2 separate regions of the Mus musculus genome follow, and region 1 is linked to region 2. A link is a contact called in public Hi-C data. All regions are on one chromosome and are shown on one strand. Each heading gives the region's core, a stretch centred on a gene start, on an enhancer-like site or on the middle of the called end of the contact. The rest is flanking DNA. Distances are from core to core; before and after follow the strand shown. Region 1 has its middle 60 kb from the start of Atl2. Region 2 overlaps Gm33055 (a long non-coding RNA gene).

Region 1 (5,978 bases), core at 1,709-4,208, 90 kb after region 2:
CCTGGGCTGGTGGTCCTGGGTTCTATAGGACAGCAGACTGAGTAAGCCATGGAAAGCAAGCCAGTAAGCAGCACCTCTCCATGGCCTCAGTATTCAGATCTCCCTGCCCTACTAGAGTTCCTATCCCAACTTCCACTCGTGGTGGACTTGATCTGGAAGTGTAAGCCAAATAAACCTTTTGCTCCCCAACTTGCTTTTTTGGTCACGATGTTTTCTCGAAGCCATAGAAACCCTAACCAAGAGAGATGCTGCGGGTGGCACAAATCTCAGCGCCTTGCTGGCATCCCGAGGGTGGGGCATGGGCTGCTTGTTCCACCTTCCTGTCTCAGTGGCAGACATGGGTGGTCGCGGAGCATTCGAGAGTGCCAAGAAGGCACACGTGAGGATCTAGCAAGCAATCTCAAGTACTCACAAGGACTTAACTGTGTGGTAACTGGTGACTCTGATAACCTAGTTTAACTGAGATTATAGTGTGCCAAAAAAACTTAAATGTCTTTTCTGAAAAATCACAAAAGCATAAAAGAAAAAAAATTCTCCCTTTCCTCAGAAAGGTGGGAACACAGACTTGTAGTCTTTGATAGAGAACAGATGTGAAGTAACTCTGCCCTTTTTATAAGGTTTATTTTTTATGCGTATAAGTGTTTGCCTGTGTATATGTCTGTGTAACACATATGTGGCTGGTACCCAGAGAAGTCATTAGATTCCTTGGAACTGGAGTTACAAGTGGTTAAGAGCCTCAAACCAGATCAAAGACTCATTGTGATGAACATTTGTAAGTAAAGATGTGTGGACAAAATGGTATACTGATACACTGCAGCTTCCATGATGAATTTTTTTTTTTTTGCTTATTTGTTTTCTTTTGGGGGGTGGGCAGTTGCAAGGGCAGGGGATGGATATGGAGGGATGGGGGATGAATGGGATTGGGGTGCATAATATGAAGTATACAAGGAATAAAAAGATTTTTTAAAGTTGGAACAAGAAGAGTAGGGGGTGGGATCTAGAAGAAAGTGGGCCCTAAACCTTTGTCCCATGAAACCACTATGGAAGTTTCAGGAGAATTTAGCTCTGTGATGTGACTGAAATCAGTCTTATGTTATCTCCAACTTTATGCTTTTTCTTTGGAATTACTTTAGTGGTTCAGAGACTTTTGTGCTTGTAAACAAAATTTGTCCAACAGTGTTTTGATGGTTTCATTGAATCTGTTGATTGTTTTAGGTGTGTAATTATTAAAAACAATATTTATTCTTTCAATATGTAAATATGCAAAAATAAACGTGGCTGGGGAGAAAATTAAAGAAAAGGGGGCACTGCAAGGGAAGGAACAGGATGCAGATTTAACCAAAACATGTTGTATGTGTGGATGATATTATGAAATAATAAAACATATTAAGCCGGGCGTGGTGGCACACGCCTTTAATCCCAGCACTCGGGAGGCAGAGGCAGGTGGATTTCTGAGTTCGAGGCTAGTCGGGTCTACAGAGTGAGTTTCAGGACAGCCAGGGCTATACAGAGATACCCTGTCTTGAAAAACCAAAAAAACAAAACAAAACATATTATAAAGACTAAAATGTCATAAGAAACGTCTCCAGTGTGATTGATGCATGCTAGAGAGGAGAGAAAACTGCATAGATCAGTGTCAGAGTGCTCTTCCTTGCTTCTAGCAGAAGCACAGCACACAAAGCTTAGTCATAATGGAACTTTAATAGAAGGATGCTGGAACACACACATTTAAACACACACATACAAACTCACACACATCAACTTAAACCACACACACACTTAGTCACACAATCATACACACTCACACACATATACACACTCACACAGTTGCACACACAAAAAATATACATACAGTTACACCAACATACATACACACTCACACACATTTGCACACACCAACATAATCACACACATATTCACTCACATACTCACACAGTCTCTCATACACACACATTTAGACACTCACACACACTCACATACACACATACACATTCACACACACTCATATACATTCTCACGCAGTCACACACACTCATACACTCAATCACAATCACACACTCACATACACACTCACACACACCAACATACTCACACTCACTCACACACCCATACACATACACTCACACACACACACACACACATATACTCAGATACACACAGTCACACACATTCACATGCATATATACATACACACACTCAGTACCTAAACCTAGGTCTCCATGCCACAAGGACACTTCTTTCTCTGACTCCTTTGACATTCTCTTCAAACAGGTTTTCTTCCTGTGACTGACAGCAGCCTCTAGCAGCCCTTGACCCCCATCCTCTCCACTCCCCCGCATAAGATGCCTTCATCACCAGCTCTTCATAAAACCAACTGAGGAAAGGCATCTAACAGGACAGGATTTTGTCACATGTCCTGTCCTTAAACCAACCACTGCAACCAGAGGAGTGGGGTACTATGCCCACCTCTGGCCAAGGCCATGGAGTCATGGAGTTTGCAACCCTTAATAATCACAAAGAAGGAGACTAGGAACAAGTGCCCCTGCGCCAGCCAAATAGGTGCTTCTGTTAGATTAATGGCAGTTATTGGTGCAGGATCTCATTTAAGTAGAGGCTGTCTTGGAAGCCAGGCCTCAACCCAGTGGAATGTTTCCAGTGAATCCAAGTTCATTAATGAAGACTGAAGAAGGGAGAATCTTGCAGAGTCCACAGAGAACCTCAGAAGATGACTTCTTCCTTTCCTCCCACACAACGAGAACTGAAAGCCAGGCATTTGTGTGTGTTGCTTCTCCTTTTAGGTTTAATTCAACGTGAGAGGACTCTGAGCCTTAAGCAAGTGAGCAAGGGAAAGTCTGTTCGTTGTGTGGGTAATAAATAAATAACGTCTCTCTCTGAGAGATGTGATGCTCGACTCCACTGAGCCACTTGGTAACAGCCATCTGACATTACAGAAGCTTTTCCTGTGAGACCACAAATATCTAAGCCATTTCCCTTTTCAGATGACTCCAGCTAATGGCTTTCTGTGCTATTAGTGGAACATATCCAACAATCTTTGATTTGTGGTTGTTTGATTGGGCCCTGAAAGGAGAGGCTGTTTCCTTGCAAGGAGGGATAATTGCCTGGGAATTCTTCAGAGTGATATCATTCCTGTGGAGTTGGAGGGGACATCAATTTTCTTGACACTGAGAATGTTTGGGGGGGGGGGGGGCAAGGACTTTTGAATCTCATCACACAAACCCAAAGCCACAGCTTAGCAGGTCAATCCAAATAACTTTAAGCAAAATGTCAGCCTTCAGACTGTGTCTAGGTCAAGTGATGTGTGTGTGTGTGTATGTGTGTGTGTATGTGTGTGTATGTGTGTGTATGTGTGTGTGTGTATGTGTATGTGTGTGTGTGTATGTGTGTGTGTGTATGTGTGTGTCTGTGTGTGTCTGTGTGTGTATGTGTGTGTATGTGTGTGTATGTGTGTGGTGTGTTTGTGTGTGTGTGTGTGTGTGTGTGTGTGTGTGTGTGTGTGTGTGTATGCAGGAGGGGTGAGGAGTATCCATATGTGGAATGTATTTGTTCATGGTGTGACAACCTATGGTGCCAGTCCTCAGGTGCCCTCCACCTTTTGTCTCTCAGTGGCCTGGAACTCGACATGGGCCAGGCTAGTTGGCTCTTAATCCTGGAGATTCCCCCTGTCTCTGCTTCCTATATCACAGTATTTGGATCACAGGTGTGCTCCATACATGTTTTAAAAAATAAAAATAATAAAAACTTTGGATTCTGGAGATCCAAATTCAAGTCTTCAACTTGTAAGGCAAATACGTTACCAACTGAACCATCTCCCCAACCCTCTGCCTCTGAATTCTGAATCCTTCCCAGTCGCTGTGGTGCAGTCCGAGTGGAAAGAGGGCACCACACACTCCTCATTGACAGGAGAGAAGACAACAGTTTGAACCGGACAGTTGCAAGAAGAGCCACGTGCTTATGGTCCCACTTTAGGAGTCTTTGACACCATCTGCTCCAAAGGAAATGACCCTAACGATCATCGCTGTCTGATTGATGCTTCCAAGGCCCCAGCAGGAAGGACACCATTTGTTTTGATGCTGGGAACCTATCTTGCTTTTGAAAGCATAACAGCCAAAGGTTATCTTGGGCACAGAAGGGACTTTTTGTCCTTGATGAGATTTTTTTCTTTCGGAATAATTTGAGATTTGCAGGAAGGCTGCTGATACAGTGCAGAGAGTTTCTGTGTGCCTGCCGTCTACTGCTGGTCACAGCTGTCACTACCTTTGTCAGAATGGACAAGTAGAGGTTTGCATGGATGCTGTTGAGATACCTTGGGTTTCCCATTGATGCCCCAGAACCTCATACTCTTCAAGTCTCAACTTCTTAATCTCAGCCAGTCTGGGACACATTCTAACATTCCTCATTTGCCACAGTCTTCATGGCTTTAAAGGGCCCTGGTCCAGTGTTTGGTAGGAGGTTCCTCTGTCCTTTGGTCTGAATCTGTCAGACTAGGGCTGTGAGGTTTTCTGGAAGAGGTGCCTGGGACAGTTTACTTTTAGAGTGCGGGTAACTCAAAAGTTAACAGCTTGCTTTAAAACCAAATCCCCCTTTGTCTCTTCCAGCCTGTTTTTAATGATGTCATATGCTGATTTTGTGATGAATTTTTCCAATTCAATTTCTAACTCCTTTAAAGAGTGGGCCCCAGGCCTCTGCAGGAGCCACAGGTGGGTAAGCAGGTGGCTTCTTCTAGAACAGTGGGTCTCAACCTTCCTAATGCTGCCACCCTTTCATACAGCTCCTTGTGTTGTGGTGACCCCAACCATAAAATTATTTTTGTTGCTACTCCATAACTGTAATTTTGCTACTGTTCTGAATTATAATGTTAATAGCTGGTATGTCCAGTGGTCTCAGGCTACCCTTGTGAAAGGGTTGCTCAACCCCTCAAAGGGATCATGACCCACAAGTTTTAGAGTTGGGTGCTACCTACAGTGCCCCTCAGCATTAGCTGCCGTGGGTCATGCCCATGGTGTTGGGCTGAAGTGGAATTTTCCACAAGTCTATCATACTGCTTTTATAACAGAAAGTGACCCAGATGAACTACCAAGTCAAGGAAAATAATGCAAGAACAAAAGAGGTGGCAGCTGAGTCTTAGGAGGACTTCATTTTCCTAGTGATGGGAAATGGCATGAATGGAGTCTAAGAGTTGTGTGTGACTCTCTATCCTCTGGTCCACACAGCATGACCTTCGCTTGTGTTTGGCAACAGAATGGAGAGACCCAATTCAAGGGATGCTGGCTGAGAAGGAAGCCAATAAATGATGGGGTATGACAGCGACAACCGCCCTCACCTTGACTTCCTAAGCTCTCTGTGTCATGTGCTGGGACAGGGCCATTCACTGAGGACCCTGTTTTACCTTATCTTGTTTGGATCTTTGTTCCTGCAAATCCCAACGGAGAAGCCTGTTTGAGACACGGGGAAAGCCTTTCTGACGTCTCCTCTTTCCCTATCCATCCTGGCTATCAGTGTTCCACCCTCTCTTCAACCCTCTGTCCCTTAAGTTGTCTAGGATGGCCTGAACTCCTAGGCTCAAGCAATCCTTCTGCCTCAGCCTCTCCAGCCTGAGGTGACAGGCTCGTGAACTATCACTGCTGCCAGTGCTGTCACAGAACCCAGAATCGCCTGTCATGGTTCAGAATTTTAATCCCCAGTTGCCTCTTCTCAGACAGTGACAATAGCCCCATTCCCTCCTTTCCCACACTCCCCTAATAACCCTAGCTTCCCCACAGGCATCGAGGTGACCACAGCACATTTCCAAGCACCCCACTAATGTGGTTATCCCAGTCAAGAGCAAACCCAGGGCAGAGGAGGGTGAGTGAGTCCTGGACCAGACATGAGGAGATCTGGTGGTCCTGGTTCCAATGCCATTGGTACCAAGCAACTACCTTACCTCTGTTTTATCAGCAATCAAATCAGACACCATGTTT
Region 2 (6,597 bases), core at 2,324-4,823:
ACAAAGCCATCTCTAAATTATGTCAGCCACAGGGTACACTGTGTTTATTCTGGAATCGTTCCTGGGTCACCTGACCACCCATATCTGTAGACTTCTCCCACATCCATCCAAGTGTCATCGAGGATAAGTACTTTCTCTTCCGCTGACCTGCTGGCCCCAGATGATGCTGTGTCCCAAATGAGCGGAAAGTACCCAAGAAATATTACAGCCAACCTCCCCCATTTTCCACTTGAAAGCAACCTCCCTCCAAAAGAAAAAAATCTCAAGGTCTAAGGAAAGATTAAGACTCAAACTGTTCAGGTCAGAGGTGAAAATGGCAGTGGTTCACTGATGTGCTTTGAGTAGGCGGTTGGAGGTGGCCAGTTCCCAAGCAAGTACTGTTAAAGAAAGCACATACAGGGACACCCAAGAGTCTCCTCTGCTCTGAAAACAAACATCCCTCCATAATTAGAAACAGCTTTATTCATGAGCCAGATGTCCATGCCTCCCTCTTGATTATTTTCAAAAACCATCATAAAATTATTAGTGGCAGTGTGAAATGTCCTGGCTTGTCTCTATTTTATTTTAATCTGTCCATCCTTATATTTTCTCAGTCTGATGGAAACCCTGGCAATTGGATTCCTCTCCAAGGTTTTATGTACTGAGGAGAAGCGGTGCATGGTAAGGTATGGATATACATTGAACTTTGGTCACCAGAAATCCTACCATACACAAAGAGCTTACAAAAGTTTCACAAAATGTCTTTTAATAACTCTTCTCTCTCTTGCACACACACACACACACACACACACACACACACACACACAGAGAGAGAGAGAGAGAGAGAGAGAGAGAGAGAGAGAGAGAGAGAGAGAGAGAGAGCGCTATCACTCCCTATGGAGAATGACTGGAAGTTCTTGGAAGCAGGAGGTCTGTGGCATGAGTAATATAATATACATGAATATGTTAAATTCTGGAAACCATTGGGAAGGGACATTAATCAGATAGAGAAAGTCCAGAGCATTGGACAGCACAGCTGTGATGAACCAAAGATATTTCAGGACCAGGTCTGTGTCCTGTCCTCTCTTGTCTCTAGTCTGCAAACTCCTTTATATTAAAAGGATGTGTGTATGATCTATGGCTTATGTACAATTGTTGAGGGCAGGACAGATAGGTTAACAAAGGCATACAAGGTAGAGGGTGTGACAGCTCATTTTAAACACTTGAGAATTATCACAGATTAGGGACAGAGACCTATTATCTGTTGGTGTCTAGAACAAAATAGAGCTGTCTAGGGAAAGGCACAGGAGCATAGCTCCCGCTCTTGGAAAAAGACTGTGTGGATGCTGGACCCATTCTCCGTACCCAATCTTGAATATTTGAGGAACAAATGAAGACATGTGGGCATGTGGTTAAGTTAGTTACCTGTCTAAGAAATACTCATTCGATCTGATGCCAGAAGATGCTGAGAGGAGGGTGGATAGGCAAGTATCTTAGTTTGCTTTGTGATGCTGTGATAATGACAACACAACAACAACAACAACTTGGGAAGGGAAGGGTGTGTTTGGCTTGTGTGTCTGACCACAGTCCACCACTGAGGGAAGCCCAGGGAGGAACCTGGAGGCAGGAACTGAAGCAGGTGCCACAGAGGAGTCCTGCTTACTGACTTTGCTTTCATGGCTTGCTCATCCTGCTCTATTATACAATCCCGAACCAACCACCCAGGGATGGTGTGGTCTATAGTGGATTGGGCCCTCTCTCTTCAATCTTTAATCAATAGAAAACCCTACAGAGTAAATCCCATGAGGAAATTTTCTCAATTAAAGTTCCCCCTTCCAAGATGACTCTGGCTTATATCAAGGTGACAAAAAAAAAAATACTACCCAGGATAGCACCAAAGTGGGAGAATAAGCAAGGCTGATTCTTTCTCTTTGAAATTTGCAGTATGTCAAGGAATGCAAACAATCACGTGATAGTCACGTAGGTGCAAGGTAAGATGGACCAGGAGAGGGGAAGTAGGACATCTCATTCTCATAATGGATGCTCAGGGATTCCAAAAGACTTAGGTCAAGTGAACAGGAGGTGAGATGAGGCAGGGGAATAATTTCAGCATACATAAAATCTACAATGGAGGCAACAGTGGCCCTCAAAGAATAACACTTGGAGAACCCTCCACTGTCTTGAAACAGGCCACACCTTTAAGTTCTACCTCTACTTATCCTTGGCCTGAAATTGTTCTCCCCATTTCTCCTTTGCAGATTAACCTTGCTTGATGACTGAGACCTGCTTTGGAAAAACAAGGCAAATGTGCCCAGGCTCTGGAAGAGGGAGAATTTGTCTTCTGACACACATTTCTATCTTCAGAAATTCCTGACAATCTACAGCCCTGTTAAGGCATGAAAAATATGTCACTAGCGTTGACTCAATACAGAGGCTATTAATTAATAAAAAATAATTACATGCTGTCTCTGTGGTATTTATTAGAGCTAAGCAGTGAAAGAACCTCCAGGAAGAACGGGAAGCTTTGCCTTGATTCTGTCAATGGTCAGGACCTTGATGACCTCAAAAACTCCATGCAGGGGCCAGAGAGCTGCAAGGTCCTTGTTCTCTCAGCTCTAACACCAGAAACGGAGGCCAGCGCATCTGACTACAAGATTTCTAACTTTTTAAATGTTCAGAAGAGCCCTGGATGGCAAGCAGGCAGGAATTATTCACGGGAAATTAGGAACCAAAGAATTCAAGTAATTGATTCAGATTTACAGCAGGGACAAGACTGAATTTGTCTGCATTTTCCAGTCCAGAAGTCCTGGAATGTGGGAAGAGTGAGGACCCTTCATTCTGGAATGCACCACCTCGAGGTTACTCACTCGGGGAGGTTTCGAGGGAAGAGAGTAGAATCTTAATAGAAATGAACAAGATCTGCAAGGACAACAAAGATTGGTGGGGTTGTGTTGCAGTGCCAAAAAGCTTGCATGCTGACGAGTTTGCATTTCCTAGAGACGAGACAAAGTAGGACTTTGCCGGGAAATCCTGAATTTCTCAACCCCGGCGGTCAGTTATCCAACTGACTTTTTACAGGAAATTGTCCATCACTCTGGAAATCTTATGTGACATAAATGTGACTCTGGGATTCTATAGACTAGCTCGATTAAAGACAGAAATCTTTTATAACCTACAGGTTTAGAACTGCTGACATTATTGTTACATTTATTTTTTCCATAAAACTATGTAATATGGAAATGTACTATTACAAGGCATTTAATCTTCTGTCTTTAAGCCTTCCTTAAAAACAAGCAAACCCAAGGAGAATGAAGGTGGATTGAGAATAGCAATTTATTTTTAATTAAAAAAAAAATCAGTCTTGGCCTGCCTCAAGAAGGGCTGCATCCTTGGACAAATGACCGAGTGTCTTAGTTTCTTGACTTCCCCTGCAGCAAATAGTGGGGTTAGAGGAGGTCATCTTTATTGTCCAGCTCAGCCTAAGACACAAGGAGCAAACTTGACTGCATTCTTTTCCTTAGATGTTGGAGTGGGGGAGTGCTCCCAGTCCTCCACGCTGTACAAAAGCAATCTGCTGAGTCACCTTCATTCTTTGTCCAAAGAACAGAAAGCCCCAACCACAGTCTGGCACTGCTTTCAAGAGCTACAGCCAGTGACACACTCCTAGAGTAAGCAAAGACTATTTACACTTCCAAGGGAAAATTATGTTGGAGGGGCACACAAGGCCTGACCTACTGGAAGGCCAGTTTAGTTTAGTGGTTAAGAGATTAGGCTCTGGTGTCAGGCAGACGTGAGTAAATGGGCCGTAGTCTAATGACCTTGGTCAGGAGAGTTCTGAGGACCAAGTGGCCATTCAAGTAGGGAGGGCTAGCTGTGAGACTGTGCATCCCACAGGGAGCATTGAATGCTTATAAAAGGAAAAACAGTATGAGATGCCACACACATTATATAGGCTAGGTTTTTAAAGGAAACACTATTCGTTCTCTTAACATTCCTGGCAAAGTTATTTGCCAAAGGTAAGAGGGTCAGACAATCAGGGCGGAGTGAAACAACCTCGGCTTAAAGGGAGAATGTGTGACTGGGTGTTTGAATCAGTTGGTTGCACCCTAATGAAGGATTACAGTGAGACGTGGCGGAAAGACAGAAGGATCAGTAAAAAAGAAACGAAGACAGTTAATGAGGATAAAGTTGATTATTTCTATTGTCAATAGAAGGCATTTCTAAGCAAATTCTAACCATTTTTATCAAGAAGAAGGAGTGAAGTAGCTGCCTTGTGTTCCCATTTAAACAAATGCATGGGCATTTCTATGAGCATGTGGAACTCACTGAAAACTTAGGCATTGTGCACTTTGAAACATCTATGTGTATTCTGAACGTGCCCATCGCAGCCGATAGAGTTCTTCACAGCGTCCGTGTATCACTCCCTGTGTTCCCAGCTTCTCTCTCAGCGAGGATAGCACACCCGGTGATTTGGCACTAGTCACTAGTGGCCTCACGTGAACCTGCCAGCTGCCACGGGATGGTAGAGTCCACGACTAGTTCGTGCAAGTCTGCAGCTGCCTCATTCTGATGCACAGAAGTATAACAAGTTGCTAAAGCTTGGGCTGTCAGTCCAGATGCCTGTGGGAAGGGTTTTGGTTCCATTGCTTCCTGGATGTGTGACCTAGGGCAGTCACTTTAAAGCCCCACTTCCACATCTGCACAAATGGAGCTGGTGGCAGAACTCACTTCATGTGGAGGGCCAGGAGTCAGTGCATAAAACCTAATATATCCCCATAGTGTGTTCAGTACCCATGAAATGGCTATGTTCTTTTCCTGCAAACTCTAAGGTTAGGTGCTTACGGTTGGCCTTAAATTCAGAGACAGGAGCCCATTTAACTATAAAGTAAAATCATGGAGTTGGATTTTACAGGAAGGAAATGCCATAACCTTAGTCCCATTTTAATGCATGTCCCATATCAAAGTATAGTCTCATACCAAAGCAATGCCTATTTTCCAGTGCAGTGTATAAATGTAGCATTTTTTTCACCAGATATGATTGTCTCAGAGGCTTACTGCTAAATAAGCTCACCATTTCTAGTCTTTCTGAACTCTGGCTGGTTCAGCTCAGCTGTTCTGCCTCAAAACTCCCCTCCAAGCTGGCTGATTCAAACTGGCTTCTCTTGGCTTCTGGTGAAATTGTTCTGAATTCCATGAACTAAACTGTACTCGCTGCACAAACTGAACAGACTGGGATGGGATTGCACACACTCCGCTGAATTCAACTGCATTCAACTGAACTGCACCAAACTCCTATGAGCTGGACTCAACCGACCTGCTTTCATTGGACCTGTCTTCCCTCCTGACTTAATCTGTGCAGTGTTTACATCACCTCTCTTTCCTGCCTGTATTTCATGAGAGTCAGATCTTCCTCTGATTTGCACTTTGTATGCTCCTCAGTTAGGCATCGCTTTCAAACATGGCTTCTTTCTTCTACAGACCAACTTTACCTTTATTGCTTGGGTTTAAAGGTGTGTACTAGGGATGTGAACTAATGGTGCATACTAAGAGGTTAAAGGTGTGCCATTGCAGCTGGACCGCACAGACCTAGAAAGTCTTTGGATGTGATCCCTTGCTAAAGCATTTAATCCAGTCACGTTGCTGGATTAAAAGGTCTCCGTGGGAATGCCCTAAAATCACAGAAGAGGAAAAAATAAGAGATTTATGCAAAAATCAAGGACAGAGTAAAACTACCAAAGCACTATTAATTCAGCCATATGAATTGTAAAACTCTAATAATTTTATTTTATTACAATTTAAAAAGAGAACTTTTATGCAAGAAAAATAAACAAAGCAAAGGAAACTGCTGGACTCTGCCTTTGGAAAAACCACTTCGTACACCAGCACCACCAGCAGCAGCAGCAGCAGCAGCACCATGTTTTTCACAAGTTTTAAAAACAGTCATCCTTTATGGTGGGAGTCAGGAGGTTAATTGCCTCATTTAATTATCAGGAAAGCCTTCTCTATAGATAGGTTTACATCATGCCCATTTTACAGATGAGGTGACAGTGAAAAATCACAGAATGGAACTGGCACTCACGTGCAGATAGAATGGCTCCATATCTTGTGTTCTCAGCAGTGTGCCAGGCTGTCTATGATCCAGGTTGGCTAATCTCAAGGACCCAGCAGCCCTGGCTTGGCTAGAAGAAAAAGAGACCAGAGATATACTGAGAATAGATCTAATATTTATTGTTATGGTTTCAATTTATAATGTTCCCCAAATGCTTACGGTATGGTCCTCAACAGAGCTGTGCCCAGCTGATTGGATTAAAGGGTCCCAACCTCACTAACTGATTATTCTATTAGTGGATTTATTGTTTAATTGACTACTGAAAGGTGACAGAAACTTGGCATGTAGGGCTAATTGATAGATCCTTAGTAGTATACCCTTGAAGGCTCTATCTTATAGGTGTTTATCCTGGGAATTCCCGCCCTTCTCTCCTCCCCCCTGCTACTCTGCCTCCCTCCCCTGCCTCCCCCACCCCTACTTCTCCACTTGTAGTCACCATGGGATAAGCATCTTTATCCCACCACATGATCCCCACCACTGCTCTGCCATGATCCAAAGAGGTGGAACTA

Evidence for each region. Hi-C and Micro-C count contacts between places; a contact is called where the count stands out from the background.
Region 1: a Hi-C map of embryonic fibroblasts shows a contact between it and region 2, with 2.1 times the contacts expected there. The contact joins two enhancer-like sites. A contact is called at or near these places in 1 of 15 datasets of contacts at CTCF or cohesin (the G1E-ER4 cell line), 36 of 484 Hi-C or Micro-C datasets (CD4 T cells, CD8 T cells, the G1E-ER4 cell line and 13 more) and 9 of 115 datasets of contacts at active chromatin or transcription factors (the NIH/3T3 cell line, astrocytes, embryonic fibroblasts and 4 more).

Annotation. Positions count from the first base shown.
Region 1 is chr17:79,833,138-79,839,115 of GRCm38.p6, forward strand. No RefSeq gene overlaps it. Among named protein-coding and RNA genes, the nearest start is that of Atl2, 60 kb to the right of the region's middle. Within about 2 kb of position 2,959, at least 63 of the 459 cell types and tissues checked have an H3K27ac peak or open chromatin away from gene starts, as enhancers often do. A contact at or near this core is called in the NIH/3T3 cell line, astrocytes, embryonic fibroblasts and 1 more, where this site is marked.
Region 2 is chr17:79,742,663-79,749,259 of GRCm38.p6, forward strand. It overlaps Gm33055 (a long non-coding RNA gene), which reads left to right. Exons shown (of 3, transcript XR_385784.3): 2 at 594-665; 3 at 2,238-2,411. Among named protein-coding and RNA genes, the nearest start is that of Gm33055, 8.6 kb to the left of the region's middle. Within about 2 kb of position 3,574, at least 117 of the 459 cell types and tissues checked have an H3K27ac peak or open chromatin away from gene starts, as enhancers often do. A contact at or near this core is called in the NIH/3T3 cell line, astrocytes, embryonic fibroblasts and 1 more, where this site is marked.